Regions from separate parts of the Ovis aries genome. Here all the other regions are linked to region 3. A link is a contact called in public Hi-C data. All regions are on one chromosome and are shown on one strand. Each heading gives the region's core, a stretch centred on a gene start, on an enhancer-like site or on the middle of the called end of the contact. The rest is flanking DNA. Distances are from core to core; before and after follow the strand shown. Region 1 overlaps SLX9 (SLX9 ribosome biogenesis factor). Region 2 overlaps SLX9 (SLX9 ribosome biogenesis factor). Region 3 overlaps ADARB1 (adenosine deaminase RNA specific B1).

Region 1 (2,700 bases), core at 37-2,536, 160 kb before region 3:
GTGGGCGGCCTGAGGCCCCACGCCGAGCCTCCCGCTGGAGATCGGGGTAATGACAGGCCTTATTTGCTGTGTTGGGGTTCAGACAAGTTTGTAAGAATGGAATATTGGGAATGGTGCCTGGGCCTGGCCTTAGGATGGTGAAGCTGTGGGCCTTACTGCCCACATGTCCCATTGAGTGGACCCCCTCTCCACTGTCCTAGGCGCCCGGTTCCCCGTGGCACGTGTCTGTCACCATGCCCACTTGCCTCCACATTGGCCCGTGCCCTGGCTCCCTTGGGCGCTGGGCCTGGCAGCCCCCCGGGTTTGAGCTGGACTGGTGGCCAGGGCAGACACAGGTCATGGGGAACGTGGTGTCCGGTGACTCAGCTCTGCTCGCGACCTGCTGGGCCATGCAGGCAGGGTACGTGTCCACCTGGACGAGTGTCCTCGCCGTGGGCTGGGGCGCAGGCAGCTCTACTGCCTGCCTCCCTGGCCCCTGTGGTCACGTGCTACGCTGCCCTGTGGTCATGTGATCCCAGAGCCTGGTGGTGCCCCCCTCCCCTGAAGCCTGGACACAGTGGGGCTGGTGGACCCCAGGGTAGGGGGGCTGGTGGGCCTTGCTGGTGGCATCTCCATTAGCTTCCATGGGGAGCCTTTGGGAGCCCTGCCGGCCTAGGACTGCCCCCACTTTTCCTTCTGATTCAGGCAGGGGCTCAGCCTCCTAGGGGGAAACACTGGGCTCTGAGGTGATGGGCCTCCCCACCCCACAGACCACCCCCACCCACTACCAGTGGGACTCAGCTCTGGGTGGGGACTGGGGACTGGAGGGCCAGTAGAGATCTGGGGCCCTTCTGGGCTCCACGTCCTCTTCCCATGGGGTGCCACCGGCCAGTTCTGTTTCTCGTTCTGTATTCCCTTGCACTGCGACCATGCAGGAAACAAGCTCTGTGCTCAGATAAGTGTCTGGGTGTCCCCAGTCCTCTGTACCCTGGGCTGGACAGTCCCAACCCCTAGATGCAAGCAGAGGCGTGAGCAGGTGGAGGACAGGCCTGGTCAGGGATGCAGGAGCAGAAGGACCAGAGAGAGGAGGTGGCCGTGCAGCATGTCTGCAGGGCTCTGGGCGGAGAAGCTGGGGATGTGATGGTGGTGAGTGGACCTGCTGGTCTGGAGGTCGCGGTGGAGGGACCGGGTTTTGGGGGCACCGGTCTTGTCTCCCAGGCAGAGAGCTCCGCACTTGACCGTCCCTCTCTCTGTAGCAGAGCTCCCCCTGCTGACCGGCCACCATGGTCTCCTCTGAAACTCCCAGGCAGGTGCTCAGCAGAGGGCAGCAGCGCTGCATCTGCTCCTCAGGCCTGTCCTGCCTGGGGGAGGAGAAGAGGCTTGAGCAGGCTGACCTCAGGCATTGGAGGATCCGAGCACCTCCCAGAGGGGCTTGTGATGAAGCTCCCCATCAGACCTCCCCGCCTTTCCTGCAGCTGTGAGGTCAGGGCTGTGACGGAATCCAGTTCTCCTCACTCCTCTCCCCCAAGTGCAACAGGAATAGGAGGTGTCCAGGCTGAGAGGAAGCTGCCATCCATTGCATCCGGCCCTGGGTGGGATGCACTTTGGGTGGGAGGCTGGTGGTTGGCTCTCCCCTTGGTCCCCCTGGCCTCCGGAGGACGCGGAGAGGAGGCCTGGAGGTCTTCGGTGGGCAGCAGTGTGTGTGGGTCTGGGAGCTGAAGGATACCACACTGTCCTGGTCTTGGCTGTGGTGCTGGTCACCTGCTGTTGGAGGCGCTGTGGCCTCTGTGGCCGTAAGCTCTGCACGCCTCTCCATCTTGCCCAGGCTCTTGCCTCCTTGCCATGGGGAGGCTCTGAGGGGAGGAGCCCACCGCCTCCGGGGGCACCCTGACCCTGACTGGCAGGGCCAGTTCTGGGTACTCGACCAGCAAGTTGGAGGGCACAGGCCACTGCGTTGGGCCTGCTGGCAGCTGGAGGCAGGGAAGGCCACTGCTGGGCTCGCCTTGCTGTCGTCTGATCAAGCCCATTCTGCCTGACAGAGGGAAGCTGGGAAGGGCAGTCAGGGTCCAGCCCGGAGGACCTCGCCTGCATGGCATCAAGGGAAGGGCTGGGCCCTCGGGCCAGTGGGAGGAGGAGGAGGAGGAGGAGGAGGGGGACAGATGTTTCCCAGGGCCTCTTCCTGGCTCTGGTGGGCTTGGCTGGTGCCAAAGGCAGGAGGATTTGGCTGTGGCGTGGCTGCATGAAGAGGCATCTGGACAGGCCCGGGGTGCCGAGGAGCCGAGTGCGCAGGGACCTCCAGTGCCCTGCAGGCAGGGTGGGTCAGAATCACAGGGCAGCACGGTGGGTGGCCGCTGGCCTGTTGCGCACAGCGCAGGACACAGGTGGCCAGAGGGGGAGACGCTGGCAGGAAGCGTCCGGCCTGGCAGCAAGTCCCCGCCGTCCTCCTCCTAGTGGGAGGGCCGCCCTCAGGCAGTGCCTCTGGATCAGCCCTGAGGCTGGGCTCAAGTCCCTGGGCTCAGGTCTCTGTAAGGAGCAGTGCTTCCCCAGGGAGGGGGCTGGGCTTCATCAGCCGTGCCTTCTGTCCCAGTGAGTTTTCACCTGAAGTGACCCTCTCACCTGAAGCATCACTAAGATGCTCACGGCTCTGCAGCGCGTGTTTCACAGCAGCTGACGTGGAGGTATGCGCTGGTCACCCAGGCTTCCCCAGCGCCTGGGCCTCAA
Region 2 (3,075 bases), core at 292-2,791, 140 kb before region 3:
GGGCTCCTGGTCTGGAGGTAAGTTAGGTGGTGGTTCAGGACTCACAGGTTTTCTGAGTCCCTGCTCTGCCAGGTCCCTCCTGCCGTGTGGCACCTGTAGCCTTCCAGGCCAGCAGAGAGCCCTGTGTGGACTGTGGCCTCCGGTCAAGACTCAAACGTGGGCCATGCTGACCCCTTTCTTCGTGTCCCCAGCAGGGCAGCCAGCAGGCCCCGACCCGCCGAGCTGAGCCGGATGAGCGCTCAGCAGAGGCTTCAGCTCCTGTGAGTACTGGCCCCCCCCCCCCGCCGCCCCCCCGCGCCCCCGCCACACACACACATGCAAAGGACGCCTGGCGTCCTGCCTGCCTCTACATGGCCCATCCAGGGCTTCCCCCACCCGAGTCCTTGGTGTGCTGGGGCTCAGCCTGGGGGGGCGTGGATGACTGTCTCCAGGGACCAGGAAGCCCCTTCCCCTGGAGTGCTAAGGACAGCTGCTGGGTCTTGGGGGAGCTGCCCTTGGGACCCGGGTCCCAGGCGTCTTGGGAGTGTGGACACCTGGCCAGTCAGCCAGCCATCCGCTGGGGTCTACAGTCTCCCCGTCAGCAGCACAGGAAGCTGGAGTGTGGTGTGGTCTGACCTTGTCTTTGGTCATGCACCTGTGGAGGGTACAGGCTGGGCTCTCCTCCCTGCCTCGCCATCCCAAGGCCAGGGTCATCCCCACCACAGTGCTATGACGGGCCTGCTGCCCTGAGCTTCCGGACCAGGTCACCTCAGTTTCAGTGGCAGAGGTGTTGTCCCCAGAGGCACTTGAGCAGGTCGCCCCTGTCTGTGCTGGGCTGCAGGGCCAAAGTGTGAGCTGGCCCTGGCGCCTTGGGGAGGTGACGTGGCCGGCTGGGCTTAGGGATGGCCACAGAGAGACAGCCCCCCTGTGGACTCGGGGCCCAGGGCCTTCTGCGGGGAGGGTGGGCCCACTGCAGACCCCCAATACCACCTGGCCCGGCGCCCCTGCTCCTGCGAGACCAAGCTGGCGAGGAGCTGCCGTGTGAGGTCTTGTGTGTGCAGTGCGCATTCCCCGCCTTGGCAGCTCCTTATCACAGTCGTGGCGGATGAGGGGCCTGTGCGCCCACGAACAGGCCCCAGGGCAGCCCCTCCCCTCCTACCTGAAGTGCCCCCTCCCGCGGGCCTCAGACCCCCATCCGCCCCCACACCCAGACCCAGCAGGCAGAATCTCATAGCCCCACAGCCTGCCTCACACCCCACCCTGTCCAGCCCTGTCCAGCCCTGTGCTGGTGTCCCTCCCTGAAGGGTAGCTGTGCCGAGGCTGGCCCTGTGGTTGCTGGCTGCTCCGCACCCACCCTCCCCACTGACCTCTGCTCTCCATTCTTGCAGCGAGGAGGAACGGATGCGGTTCCAGGAGCTGCTGGCCAGTCCGGCCTATAGAGCCAGCCCTCTGCTGGCCATCGGGCGGCAGTTGGCCGAGCAGATGCAGCTGGAGGGCAGTGGGCAGCCCTGACCCCGCGGGGCGTGTGCGAGCGCTGAGGCCACCCACAAGGAGGCGCCCAGGGCCAGCTTGGCCACTGTCCCCTGGGCTGCCAGCCACTTCCTCCGTGACACGGCTGCTGTGCTTGGCACAGGCGGGAGACAGGCAGTTGACACGGGAGTATTGTGACGACACATTTATTTTTGCAATAAAAACACTGCTGGAAAACCCCAGATGTCCATGCCCACAGGAGGTGGTGTAGCCACGCAGCCAGCCTTCTCCTCGCCTTTCTCTTTCGTCTGGGTTTGTGGGAAGTGACTTGCACTCATGTGTCATATTAAGAGACAAGCCCTCTGGCTTGGTCCTCTAGGGGCTCCAGGCTGACTGCGGCTGGATGCGGCTTGGCCACCCTCTCGTGATGCCCTCTGTCAGGGCCTCTGGCCTCTGCCCGACGCCAGGACCTTCTCCTTGACCTCACCTGTGGGGCTGGGGGGAGGATGGGGAGGTGCGGGGCGAGCCCGACACTGCCGTCCTCTTCGGTGGCCACCCACTGCCCTCCACTGCGGCAGACTCGCTGGCAATGTGGCTGAGAAGCTGCAACCGTCTGGCGATGCCCCCCGCCCCAAGCAGAGTGCCCTGCCACCCAGACGGTTGGGGGTGGGGCGGGGAAGGAGGGCAGGTGGGAGAGACCCCCTCTCCCTCCCACTTCTTGGGAGCCTGCTGGCTGCCGTCTCTGACCTGGAGGGACTTCCCTGCTGCTTACCTGTGTTTTTAATCTTCATAGAATGCACTTGGAATATTTGGTAATAAAGTTAAGTGACAAACAATTGGGTGGTTTTCATGTGCATTTTAAACTCAGTTTGCTTTCGGGCTCTGAAGGGTTGGTGGGCCTGAGCTGGGGTGTCCGCCCTACGGGCCCTTTGAGGGGCTCTGGTCGCGGATGGGGCTCTCCAGCCAGGTGTTATGCAGCCCCCAGTAGTTGGCGGAGGCAGGGGCAGAGTCCCGCAAGCCCCCAGGCATCGGAGAGGGAGTGGGGGCTGGGGGAGGGGAGAGTGGCGCAGTGGAGGAGCCCCCTGAGGGTTGTGGCAGAGTGGCCTGGGCAGTGGTGTCACCCAGCGGAAGGAGCAGCGGCTACTAGCCCGAGGGAGCGAGGGCTCCGAGCAAGACAGATGAGACGCCAGGGCAGAGTCCGTGGCCGTGGGGTGGTGGGTCCCCTAGGAAGACGGACCTCGGTCGACATGACAAGCCGTGGGCGCCTGCTGCTTCCCTGAGGCGTAGAGGGCAGGATGTGAGCAGCAAGGAGAGGGGACTTAAGAGTGGGGGCAGCAGAGCCCTGGGGGATGCTGGTGTCCTGGGTCAGCGTCGCCCGGGCCCCCCAGTGAATGCCTCTGCTGCCGTGTGGGGCAGGGCTCAGGACAGGTGAGGGAGGAGTTGGCCTGGGGATGGGGGGAGGCGGGGTGGAGGGCTGGCTCGTGCTGGGGCCTCACCCTCTGATGTGACCCCATGGACTGTAGACCACCAGTCTCCTCTGTCATGGGATTCTCCAGGCAAGAGTACTGGAGTGGGTAGCTATGCCCTCCTTTAGGGGATCTTCCCCAACCAGGGATCGAGCCCAGG
Region 3 (3,020 bases), core at 235-2,734:
TTGGTCAGCAGAACGGTGAAGCCCTGCAGAAACCCTTGCAGCCTGACTAATGAGTGGTCGCACTGCTGTCAGAGGGGGGTGTCCTGAGCCAGGCGCAGCCACCAGGAGAGGGCTCCGGGAGGCGGTGGCGGTGGTGCCTGGGTGTGTCCGGGACTGGAGACCATGGAGCCTCCAGCTGACAGGGCTCCTCCATGTCCCACCCCCTCCACCCCTTCCAGAGTTTTAGGGTGCCCAGGCCCTGCCCTTCTCCTGTGGCGTGCCGGGTGTATCGAGCCAGGCAGGGTCCTGGCTCCTGACCCTGCGCCATCAGCTGGCCTCCTCTCCCTGCAGCCTGGCTCCCTGCCTGCCTCTCCCTTCTCCCACAGGGTCTCTCTTCTTCTCTTTTGCAAGAAATAGGAAACCTCCCTGATGGTTCCGATAGTAAAGAATCTGCCTACAATGTAGGAAACCCAGGTTTGGATCCCAGGAAGAACCCCTGGAGAAGGGAATGGCAGCCCACTCCAGTATTCCTGCCTGGAGAATCCTGTGGACAGAGGAGCCTGGCAGACTGCAGTCCATGGGGTCACAAAGAGTCAGCCACAACCGAGCGACTAACGCTTGCACTTTGACTGGCAGGAGCACTCCAGCTGCCTCTCCCGGCCTTGCCTGAGGTCTTGCTGCCCTTTACACCCAGGCTCCTCGGCTCTCTTTGCTGCTGCAGGCAGTGCCGCTGTCACTGGTCTCGTCTGGTTCACAGTGTGGCAGGTGCAGCTGGCCCTGGCCCAGCTAGGGTGTGAATGGGTCACCTTTCCGTCAGCAGCAGTTCTACAGCACTGCGCGACCCGAGGACACGGGACCTGGGGACTCGGGCACCGTGCTTGGCCGTGTCGTTCCCGGGCCGTTCCTGGGTCAGCTGTGCTGGGCCCCGTCGTTACCGACACTGCTCCCTAACACCGTGGGCACCGACAGTGCTCCCTAACACCGTGGGCACCATGGCGGGTTTGTCTTCTGTGCCCTGTGATTTTCTCCTACATCTGTGTTGTAAGCTGTGTGACTCCTACAGAGGCATGAGGGTCAGGAGAGCGGTTCTGATGACACGTCTGTCCTCTGCCCTCCCCAGGGTAAAAGCAGACGTGTCTCAGTCTCCCTCGAGCTCCTCCTTGACCACAGCCTCTCCCCATGCAGACAAGGCTGCTGTTCTGGGTTTCAGAACAGCACTGTGCTTGCCGTTCTCTCTACATCAGCACAGAAGCCTGTGTCCCTTGGAATCTATCTCAACTGTGCCTGCTACTGAGCTGCCAGTAGTGGGGTCATGAGATGTCCTCCTATGGTTTATTAGCGCAGAGGATTACATCGATAGGTTTCCATGCATGCAGTCATTCTCATGTTCCAGCACAAATCCAGCTAGATCATGCAGGATTAGTCAGGACTACATTCGCTGACGTTTTGTCGAGGGTGTTTACGTCTGTCCCTGGGAGCAGTTTGGCTGACACTTCCTCCTTCCTCCTGGCACTTGGCAGATGTGTTCCTGCTGAGTGTTGGGCGAACTTCCTTGGGGAGCCATCCAGGCATGGACTGTTGTTCGTACAGTGATTTTTTTTCTCTCTTGATTCTACTTTAATATTGGTAGTCTAGTCGAATTTTCCATTTCTTCCTGAGTCAGCTTTGATGAGTTGCATTTTGCTTGGAATTTGCTCATTTTACCTAAGTTTACAAGATTTTTGGAGTAGCTCCATTCTGGGGGGTCTCTTGCTACTTAACTTAAACACCCAAGGCTCAGCTTCAGAGAACAGCCACGATGTTGTTCTGCTTGTGTCTTCCTGGGTCAGGGATTTGCGGGGGGTGTGTGGATGGCCTGTCTGTGCTCCGCAGTGATGGGGACCTCAGCTGGGCTCGCCCAAATATCTGGAGGTTGGCCATATGTCTGGGGCCATCGTTTAGGCTGATGCCTGGGTTCATTGGTTCTTAGTGTCCTGCCCAAGGAGGCTTCATGAGTGACATGGGCTGGCACCTCCTGCAGCTGGGTGATGATGGGTGGGCAACGCTGGGCACAGCTCTGGGCACTCGACTCAGAACCTCTGTGCTGGACAAGACGGCTGTGTGACTGTAACCCCAGGCCTGCGGGGCTCTGCAGTGAGTGACCGTCACAGCGGTGATGCTGCCAGAGGAGATGGGGACGTTCTGGCACACGTTCTGGGGGCATCTGAGCCCGTCACAGCAGAGAGGTGTGGCGGAGCCTGAGGACCTGCAGCTGTGGCTGTGCAGAGGGAGGGTCCCGGGGGCTGGGGATGGGGGTCTGCACAGCTTGGCCGCCCCGTGGTCAGATGCACCGTCCGCCTCGGTCTTGGCACTGCCCCTCCGAGACCCGCCGTTCTCCCCGCAGACGTGGGCCGGTAGGTCTGCACTGGAGAAGCAGGTATCCTTTGGATATCAGTTTGTTTTTCAGAAAGAAAATACGGGCACTCCATTGTCAGGTCTCATAGGTATATCAGCAAGTTCCACCGTCCCACTGGTCGGGAGGAAGTGATCTGGAGAGTTGTTTCCCGGGCTCCGCTCCAGACACAGGGCTGGCTGTCGGCGCTGACCCAGGTGGGAAGGGGTGGGGGTATGCCGAGCCTGTAACTCCGGGTCTGTCTGGACTCACACGCGTGTACACAGGCCTGCGCAGGTGGCGTCTGCTCTCTCGGAAGATGGGTCCGGACAGGACTCTGCCCGAGGCCTCATTCCTTGGCGTGTGGGTTGGTGCTTGTTTGCGCTGGCCTGTTGGCGAGTGGAGAGCTGATGGTGTGTGTCTTGTGTGCCCCTGCCTGTTGTGGCAGGGGGTGAAGGTGGGAGTTATCATGGGGTATCTGCTTTAAAAACCAAGAACACATTAGAAGTAAGTGAAACATATCTAGGAGTTGTTCAGTCACTCAGTCGTGTCTGACTCTTTGTGATCCCATGGACTGTAGCCCGCCAGGCTCCCCTGTTCGTGGGATTCTCCAGGCAAGAATACTGGAGTGGGTTGCCATTTTCTTCTCCAGGGGTTCTTCCTGATCCAA

The links. A called contact is a pair of places that touch in the nucleus more often than the background predicts.
Region 1: a Hi-C map of muscle shows a contact between it and region 3, with 8 times the contacts expected there. The contact joins two enhancer-like sites. A contact is called at or near these places in 11 of 16 Hi-C or Micro-C datasets (blood, hypothalamus, liver and 6 more).
Region 2: a Hi-C map of muscle shows a contact between it and region 3, with 5 times the contacts expected there. The contact joins two enhancer-like sites. A contact is called at or near these places in 2 of 16 Hi-C or Micro-C datasets (muscle and retroperitoneal adipose tissue).

Annotation. Positions count from the first base shown.
Region 1 is chr1:265,534,220-265,536,919 of ARS-UI_Ramb_v3.0, forward strand. The region is part of intron 2 of SLX9 (SLX9 ribosome biogenesis factor); the gene reads left to right. Among named protein-coding and RNA genes, the nearest start is that of SLX9, 8.6 kb to the left of the region's middle. Within about 2 kb of position 1,287, at least 14 of the 54 cell types and tissues checked have an H3K27ac peak or open chromatin away from gene starts, as enhancers often do. A contact at or near this core is called in muscle, where this site is marked.
Region 2 is chr1:265,550,115-265,553,189 of ARS-UI_Ramb_v3.0, forward strand. It overlaps SLX9 (SLX9 ribosome biogenesis factor), which reads left to right. Exons shown (of 6, transcript XM_027961114.2): 5 at 195-260; 6 at 1,368-2,285. The coding sequence ends at 1,491. Among named protein-coding and RNA genes, the nearest start is that of SLX9, 25 kb to the left of the region's middle. Within about 2 kb of position 1,542, at least 13 of the 54 cell types and tissues checked have an H3K27ac peak or open chromatin away from gene starts, as enhancers often do. A contact at or near this core is called in muscle, where this site is marked.
Region 3 is chr1:265,694,912-265,697,931 of ARS-UI_Ramb_v3.0, forward strand. The region is part of intron 3 of ADARB1 (adenosine deaminase RNA specific B1); the gene reads left to right. Among named protein-coding and RNA genes, the nearest start is that of ADARB1, 43 kb to the left of the region's middle. Within about 2 kb of position 1,485, at least 5 of the 54 cell types and tissues checked have an H3K27ac peak or open chromatin away from gene starts, as enhancers often do. A contact at or near this core is called in muscle, where this site is marked.